2 separate regions of the Zea mays genome follow, and region 2 is linked to region 1. A link is a contact called in public Hi-C data. All regions are on one chromosome and are shown on one strand. The core of a region is the stretch at or near the end of the contact, and the rest is flanking DNA. Distances in the headings are between cores, read along the strand shown.

Region 1 (3,873 bases), core at 859-3,358:
CATCAAAAATGGGCATGTGGGAACAGGACGTGCTGAATGCAGCTCAGAAGCTGCTTATAATTTATAATTTTGATCACGTTAATTCATGCATTGACAGTAACGTAAGAGAGGAAGCACACATCCAAACTTGCTTCCTCATCCATCTCCTACTGTCATTCTTGACGTCTCACTGACTAACTAGTTAAGGCACCGTAATCCTGTGCACGTGAAGATACAATTACATACAGTTCAAATGAAGCCAAATGACACCGAATCGGTCGAGGCGCAGTAGCAGAGAGCTAGTACTGAATGATGGAGCGGTAGTAGGTGTTGGGCGCCCAGTTGGCAGGGATGACCCGAGTGGCCACCAGCTTCCTGCCGGACTCGTTGGTGACGCGCAGCGAGAAGGGCGCCTGTAGCCTGTGGTTGGCGTCCAGCCTCCAGATGGACCCCCAGGACTCGCGCATCGGCGTCCAGTAGCCGGAGTTGGCCTCCATGAGGTCCACCTGCACCACGTCGCCGTCGCCGTCCTCGAACTCGACGAGCACCGCCAGGTAGACGGCGTTCGAGCCCTCCTCCACGTGGAACGTCACCTTCCGCCCGGGGTAGTTGCAGGGCACCCTGCATGTGGTATGTTTCCATTAGTCTAGTCCGACAAGAGTCCTCAAAAATCTAGATTAGTTATATATTTATAGGAGCGGGTACAGTATAACGTGCGGATCTACAAGCTAGAGGCTCCACATGCAGCAGCACAGGGTGGGGCCTGCACTGCAGACTGTGGGTTCGTGGTTCTGCTGTGCAACGTGCAGTGCATGTGCAGTTGCAAATGACGACGATACGGCGATACCGGGCCGCACCCACCTCTTGAACTGGATGTCGATGATGCCGGCGTGGCGGAGCTCGTCGTTGCGGCCGGGCTTGGACATGGCGCCGAACGCCGTGCCGCTAAGGTCGAAGTGGTACTTGGCCACCGGGTAGTAGTTCATGTCGGTGATGATCACCGTCTCCGGGTTACCGGAGCAGGCAGGGTGGTTCTGGCATCGTATCTGGAAAAAAAAAGAGAGGATTTGTTAGGCCCTATTTAGAAAGGTAATAGTTAGACAGCTAATGAACTATTGAACTAGGTAGCTACCAATTAACTATGGTATTAACTAATGATAACTAATTTGTAGTAGCTAACTATTAATTTTAGAGGTTAAAAAACCGAAAAACTACTTATGCTCGAGCTTTTCGTTTCCATTAAGGTCTAGTTTGGATACTCTAAGGGTCCGTTCGGTTGATAGGGAATAGAAGACTGGAACTGTTTCGACCCAGATTGTTTCTCTAATTTGTATAAGTTTTGATCAACAAGAACAATTCTTGGTCCAATCCTGCAGAAACGAACGGATCCTAATATTGATCCCAATCCACATGTGTTAAGGTGGATTGGGGTGTAACTTAAACAAATTTACACTTCAATCCACCTCAACACATGTGAATTGAGGTCAATACTAGAGTACCCAAACAAAGCTTAAGTCCAGCCGGCACCAAATTAAAGGAAGGGATCTTCGTCTGGCCAATTAATGTAGCTAGCTAGCTAATACGTACTTGGTAGCAGGAGCCACATCCCTTGCCGTCTTTGAACAGGGGCTGGTTGCCGCACGACGTCATGGCGGAGAAGGGCGGCAGGTTCACGTTCTTGAACCCGCACGCGCCACCTGCACATCAATGCACGCGGCGGACACCGTGCGTTAGGCCAACAGCACGACATGCATGCAGTAGTATAGAGAGTAGAGTATATATACATCCCAAAAGCAAAAGACGCGATCCTGCGCCTTTTGCAATGCAAACGACGTCGACGTCGTCTATATATACACGTACTCACTACTCACCATCGTCGTCAGGGCCGGCGCCGGTGGGCGCGCCGTACCAGGTGGCTCTGGCAGCCTCCCAGTTGGGATCGGCGGTGAAGTCTGAGGCTGTGAAGTTGACCGGTCTAGCGCACGAGGCATACGTGACAAGGAAGGAGAAGATGAGCGCACCAAGTGCGAGCACCTTGGAGGAGGAGATGGACGCCATTGTTTGAATCTTGATATATAGCTACCTTCGTTCTAGCTAGAGTGCTACTAGGACTCTGGCCGACAGGAGGAGTTCTGTGATCTGGAAGGAGCACCTTGCCGGCCGGGGTATTTATAGACTGGAAAAGAATAATCTCCAAGGAAGGCAGCGCGCCCGTCGACGAGGTGGTGGTGGTTCGGCCTTTGGTAGGGGCGCGCGGTCACATCTCACATGGCTATGGAGCAAACCATGCGAGAAGCGGATGGTTCGGGTCACGACTCACGAGTGAACTACTAAAAAAAAAATTAACACGGCGCCCTCTTGGCAGTTATCGCACGGTGTGTGTATTATCGAGGGTTGGCAGGACCGGCTCGTACACGGGATTCTGATTCTCGGGAGTTCTTAATCCTGTGCGTAAGGGCATGTGCAATGAGTATCTTAAATTGTGTCTTAGAGTGTGTCTAGGGGGTGAATATAAAAAAACTCAAGACATGTATCTTGACAAAGACACAGTATCTTGGCTATATGTTTGAGACAAGAGACTAGCTGATTGATCACTTTAATTTATTGAATGCTCTGATTGGTACAATGAATATTGTAAGACACATGTTTTAGACATGACCACTATATTATGTTGTGTTTTAGTTGTGTCTTATACTTGGAGTACCGTGCAGCAGTATCTAGGTTGTACATGCCCTAATAAGCACTCTTGTCTGGTGTATGCAGTGTTAGGAGCGGGAGATTCGTGTGCACCGCTGGATACACGGAAGGAAGGAGGACAGGTCTACAAACATGGGAGGGGCCTATAATTGTTGGGTAATCATTGCATATGGATCCTGGTGTACCAAACCCCCTGAATCATGCACATGTTTCTACCTAGCCAGCAGTACGCAGAGGAGCTGGGATGGGTTGGAAGCGGCGCCTAATCCGTTTCAGTTTCACGTACGAAAAGCTACGGTGGGTGAATGGCTGAACACCTTGTCATTGCACTGTTGCTCACTCGCTGTCTGTCCGACTAATTTTTGGAACAAAGGCGCAGTGGCGTGTCAACACACGCTGCGAAGTGAATGTGGCCTAAGTGCGTGTTTGGCATGGCTCAGCTCCATCCAAGAGTAGCTCTACTCTGAAACTCTGTGTGGAGCAGCTCAGCTCTAGTGACAGTTAAATAACTCAAACCTCCATGACTAGGTTACTTTTTTGGAGTTTTCGGAGCAGCAAAAGAGGCACTCCAAAAATTTGTACTGCAGCTCCAAAAAAACTCTATAGAGTTTACCACTCTGGAGTTAGAGTGTTTGGCATGCTCTGGGCCAGCTCCTCATTGGAGTTTTGCTCTGGAACCATACCAAACAGACCTTAACGCCCTGTTTGAAAGCGACATAGTCCTTAAGAATTCAATTTCTATCTCCAGTTTATAGAAACTGGTTTATATGGGGAAAAACCGGGTTAATAGTGTTTGAAAATTAGAACCACCTCAACTTTTATAATTAGGTTTTAGATAGAGGAGACTAGCTTCTTAGTTTTTAAGAAAATGGAAATCCGGTGTTTATTACAAACTGAGGTGGTTTTAAATATATCCGTTTATACCTTAGTTTATAGAAACTGAGACATAAAGGGGTATGTTTGGAATTAAAAACTGAGGGTTTCCAAACATGCCCTGAATTGAAAATAACGATAAAATGTATGTTCTTTCCGTTTTCGATTTTTTCATGAAAATAACGATAAAGTTCATGGGTTCTAAAGACGGCCCCAGTCGCTGGTACATGAGGAAACTCGATCAGGGCCTTGGGGTATTAGTTTAGTTTCGGGCCGGTCGAGCCTTATGCCCTCGAGCGCTCAGGTTGCATGGTTGGCGCCCAA
Region 2 (3,712 bases), core at 796-3,295, 240 kb before region 1:
ACTGTTTGCTCATGATGTTGAGGTGCATTATCAGTCCTCTGTGCCATTGCCTGAATGACAGCAACCAAACCATCCAAAGCAAGCACATTTAAAGCTGACAAAGGACTGTTCACAGGAAATGCGCTCTTAGACAGAAGGTTAGCTAACTCTTCAAAAATATTTGAGCACTGTAGATCACAGTCCATATTTGCATACATCTCAGCCATAAACTCTTTCTGCCGACAAAAATCAATTAGAGCCTCAAGGGCAACTTCTTGCTGCTGATAACTTGCTCCATATCTACTCTGTGCTAATCTTAGGATAACACATGAGAAGAAAGCCTCTATTTGCAGCTTAAGTTCATGGCGCAGATGATAAAAGAGAGTAAAAACAATGCTGCACACTGTCGACAGGATCAGGGGGCTCATTGACAGGCCAAAATGCATTAGATTGTGGAACAATTCATCCTGTACAAATGCTAAAAGTTTTTTATGTCTGTGTATAGATGAAGCCGACAACTCAATAGCCGAATTAATCAACCCCAGAGCAAAAAGTGGCACATCCTCATCGAAGTCAATCGGATTCATCCTTGGGTTCACCTCAATGTCCTCTGCTATGTTCAATAGGGAGCACAAAAATTGCAATATCTCTACCATACAAGGAACCCCAAAGGGCTCCATCAAGTCTTTGTCTTCCACAACGCCAGAACCATCTCCCACCTCATCGCCAGAGTTATTCAAACATACATAGTCACTCTTGCCATTCTCTGTCTCCTCAGCACCCAAAATTTGGTTCTTGCAACCAACAACCTGCATTACAAATGCTACCGACAAATTAATAAAATTCATTTAGTATAGGAAGACATGAGTCTTCCGTGTTTCTACTAACAAAAGCTTTGTTCCAAGCTAACAAGAACTGATCTTGGTGTCAGACTGTCAGTATCTGCGAGGTGGTGTGGTCGTATTGCTCAAATGACAACAATTAGTTCAAACTAAGTTTGACAAAAAAAAAAACTAGATCATTTCACTTGTTTACACTTCAGACCAATGTGTGTAAGAATAGTAACTTGAGTTATTATGCTGAGGTAGGAATGCTATTGCAAAATTTACCATGTTCACCAGCACAGCAAAATAATAGCGAGTATAACAATGCTCCATACCTGCTCGTCGGACAACGCGGTGACATCAATGTCCTGCAGGCGGGCGAAAACAGTTCGTATAACCTCCTGCATTGTCTGTCTCGAGACACGCTGCAGTAGCTCCCCCTTGGTTCCAGCCTGCTGCACGACGCGGAAGCATGTGTTGACGATCGTGCAGACGTGGCGGTTGGCAAGCGCTAGCGCTGCACGGCTGCGCACGCAGGCGAGCAGCACTTGCAGGACCCTTGCCAGGACGGCCTCCTCGGACGCCGGGTCGATGACCTCAAAGCGGCAGGCCGTAACGGCGTCAACGACGGCGGCCATTGCCTCGGCAGCACCTGGTGCGCCGGGCCCAACGAGGTCAAGGGTGAGGATCTTGTGCAACGACGAGAGCGCGGCGCCCGTGATGGGCGCCCCAGTCTCGTCGGAGCGGACGACATCGAGGAAGGGTCGGAGGTAGAGGAGCGGTTCGACGCCCGTCCAGCGACCGTGGCCCCACGCGGCAGCGCGGCGGCGGAGAGCCTTGAGCCCCGCGACGAGCGGGTGGTCAAGGTGCTCGTCGTCCCCCGCGCCGCCGTAGCGGACGTCCGCCCAGCGGACGTTGCGGCGCATGACGGCGAGTACAGTGGCAGCCTCGGACGCCAGCACGCACGCCATCGCCAGTCGCTGCGCCGCGTAATCGGATCCCACCCCCGCAACAGCTCGGGATCCCGCGACGGATGGCGATGCTGCCCTGAGCCCGCCCATGGATTCGAGCGAGCGCGCGGGGTCCGGGTGCAGCTACGACGGCGAGGGCATCTGGGAATTGGGATCTGAAGGGGCGCGTTGAGATCTGGGTCTGCTGTGGTGCACTGCGAAGAACTCCTAGTAAGTCGTGAGGGTTTCTTTATTTGCTTTTTTTTTCTTTTTCTTTACAATAAAAATACAAGTTTTGGGCGGGTTATGTTCAGCCCAACATATTTTCTATCCTTTTAATTGGAAATGTTTCTGTGAATTACTCAAAATCTTTTTTTATAAAAACATTTTTAACTTTAACCAAATATATATATATATTGTATATTTACATTTAGGATATATAATAACTATTAGTTGAATAAATTGCTAAAAACGTTTGATATATAAATGCTGTTAATATTTTTCGTAAATCTGACTAAATTTGTAAAAGGTGGAGTCACACGAATCTATGGCGATAATGGTATAAATCATGAGTATGAGTCTGTCCATGAGCAAAGCGGAGAGGATAAAATGGTTAAGGGCACAATGCCACCAGCCATTGAAAGTTTATGACAAGGATGATCCGCCTATGAAAGTAGGAAGCATATACCCAAACATGCATGGCTTTACATCTCATGCAATCAAAAAAGAACTAGAGTTTCTCGTAGAGAAGAGTGATCCAAGCAGATGTCAAGCCTTTTGCTTTGAGGTTTAAGGGCTGCAAAGGGAGGATACATGCATATGAAATGGGAGACATTGTTACTATGAAGGTAATTGCATTTATTTTCTCTTGGTTCCTTTTTGTATGTGTAGATGGGGAAGTAAATTTCGATGTATCCTATTTTTAGGTAAAAGCACACTTATCCACATGATTGTAATAGTACAAGGATGGGTGGGAAGGTGAAAGGAGCAACTAAGTTTTTGGTAGCTGAGAAGGTGAAAGATTGGCTAGATGATCATAGGAAGTTAGGCCCTACAGAGCTACAAAGAAATATCAAAGAACACTACAAGGTAGATGTTCATTACAAATGGTGTACCATGGTAAGGAACTTGCTCTGAATCAATTGCATGGTAATTGGCAAGAGAGATTTGATAATTTGTGTAGGTTCAAGGCTCAGATAGAACAATATTGTCCTAGTAGCTTTGTAGTGATTGATCACCACACCATCAAAAATAAGATAAACCATATCTATTTGTGTATAGCACTTTTTAACTATGAGATTTAGGGGGGCAGTTGTGTGTTGCTTGTGCAGTAGATGGGCATGATGTATCATGTTTCCATTGGGATGATAGACTCAAAAAGCAATGAAAATTTGGACTTGGTTCATGGGAAGGCTTAAAGAAGCTATAGGTTCAAGGTCTAAAAAACGCATAGATTGTGGTTAGACAGCGATGTTGGGAGTTAGTGCAGTTTTTCCTAATGTTGAACATAAAGAGTGTATGGTATACTTATTCCAGAACTCCAAGAAAAGGTTTAAAGGTAAGGTATTTGATGACCACTCGTTGAGATTATTTGTATAGCGGGAACACTTATCTATTGGAGAAACATTACAAAGCTATAACAAAAAACAGGAACTTTGAAGTACTTACAACAAAACCACACAAAAGCTCTAGACCAGGATCCAATTCTCCACTTTGTCTAAAGTGGATTCTGTGACAAACACTTTGGTAGTGAGTTCTAATAATTGGGTTAATGGGGACAAGGTGATGGATCCATCAGGATTTCCAATCTTTCATTAGCTTCATGATAATTCTTGTTTTGGTGGAACACGACATACCGGTCTTGCTTTAAATTAAAAGACCAAAGCTTCAACCTTAGCATCATGACTCCTTTGGTTATCAATCTAAGAGCACCTAGAGGGGGGTGAATAGGCGATCCTG

What was found. A called contact is a pair of places that touch in the nucleus more often than the background predicts.
Region 2: a Hi-C map of ear shows a contact between it and region 1, with 1.9 times the contacts expected there. The contact joins the promoter of LOC109942339 here to the promoter of LOC541910 in region 1. A contact is called at or near these places in 7 of 25 Hi-C or Micro-C datasets (ear, endosperm, leaf and 3 more).

Annotation. Positions count from the first base shown.
Region 1 is chr9:121,481,819-121,485,691 of Zm-B73-REFERENCE-NAM-5.0, reverse strand. It overlaps LOC541910 (expansin-B3), which reads right to left and starts at 2,108. Exons shown (of 4, transcript NM_001305866.1): 1 at 1,851-2,108; 2 at 1,567-1,676; 3 at 841-1,025; 4 at 31-600. The coding sequence starts at 2,037. The coding sequence ends at 279.
Region 2 is chr9:121,721,636-121,725,347 of Zm-B73-REFERENCE-NAM-5.0, reverse strand. LOC109942339 (ARF guanine-nucleotide exchange factor GNOM) reads right to left here and starts at 2,045. Exons shown (of 2, transcript XM_020544261.1): 1 at 1,139-2,045; 2 at 1-788. The coding sequence starts at 1,864.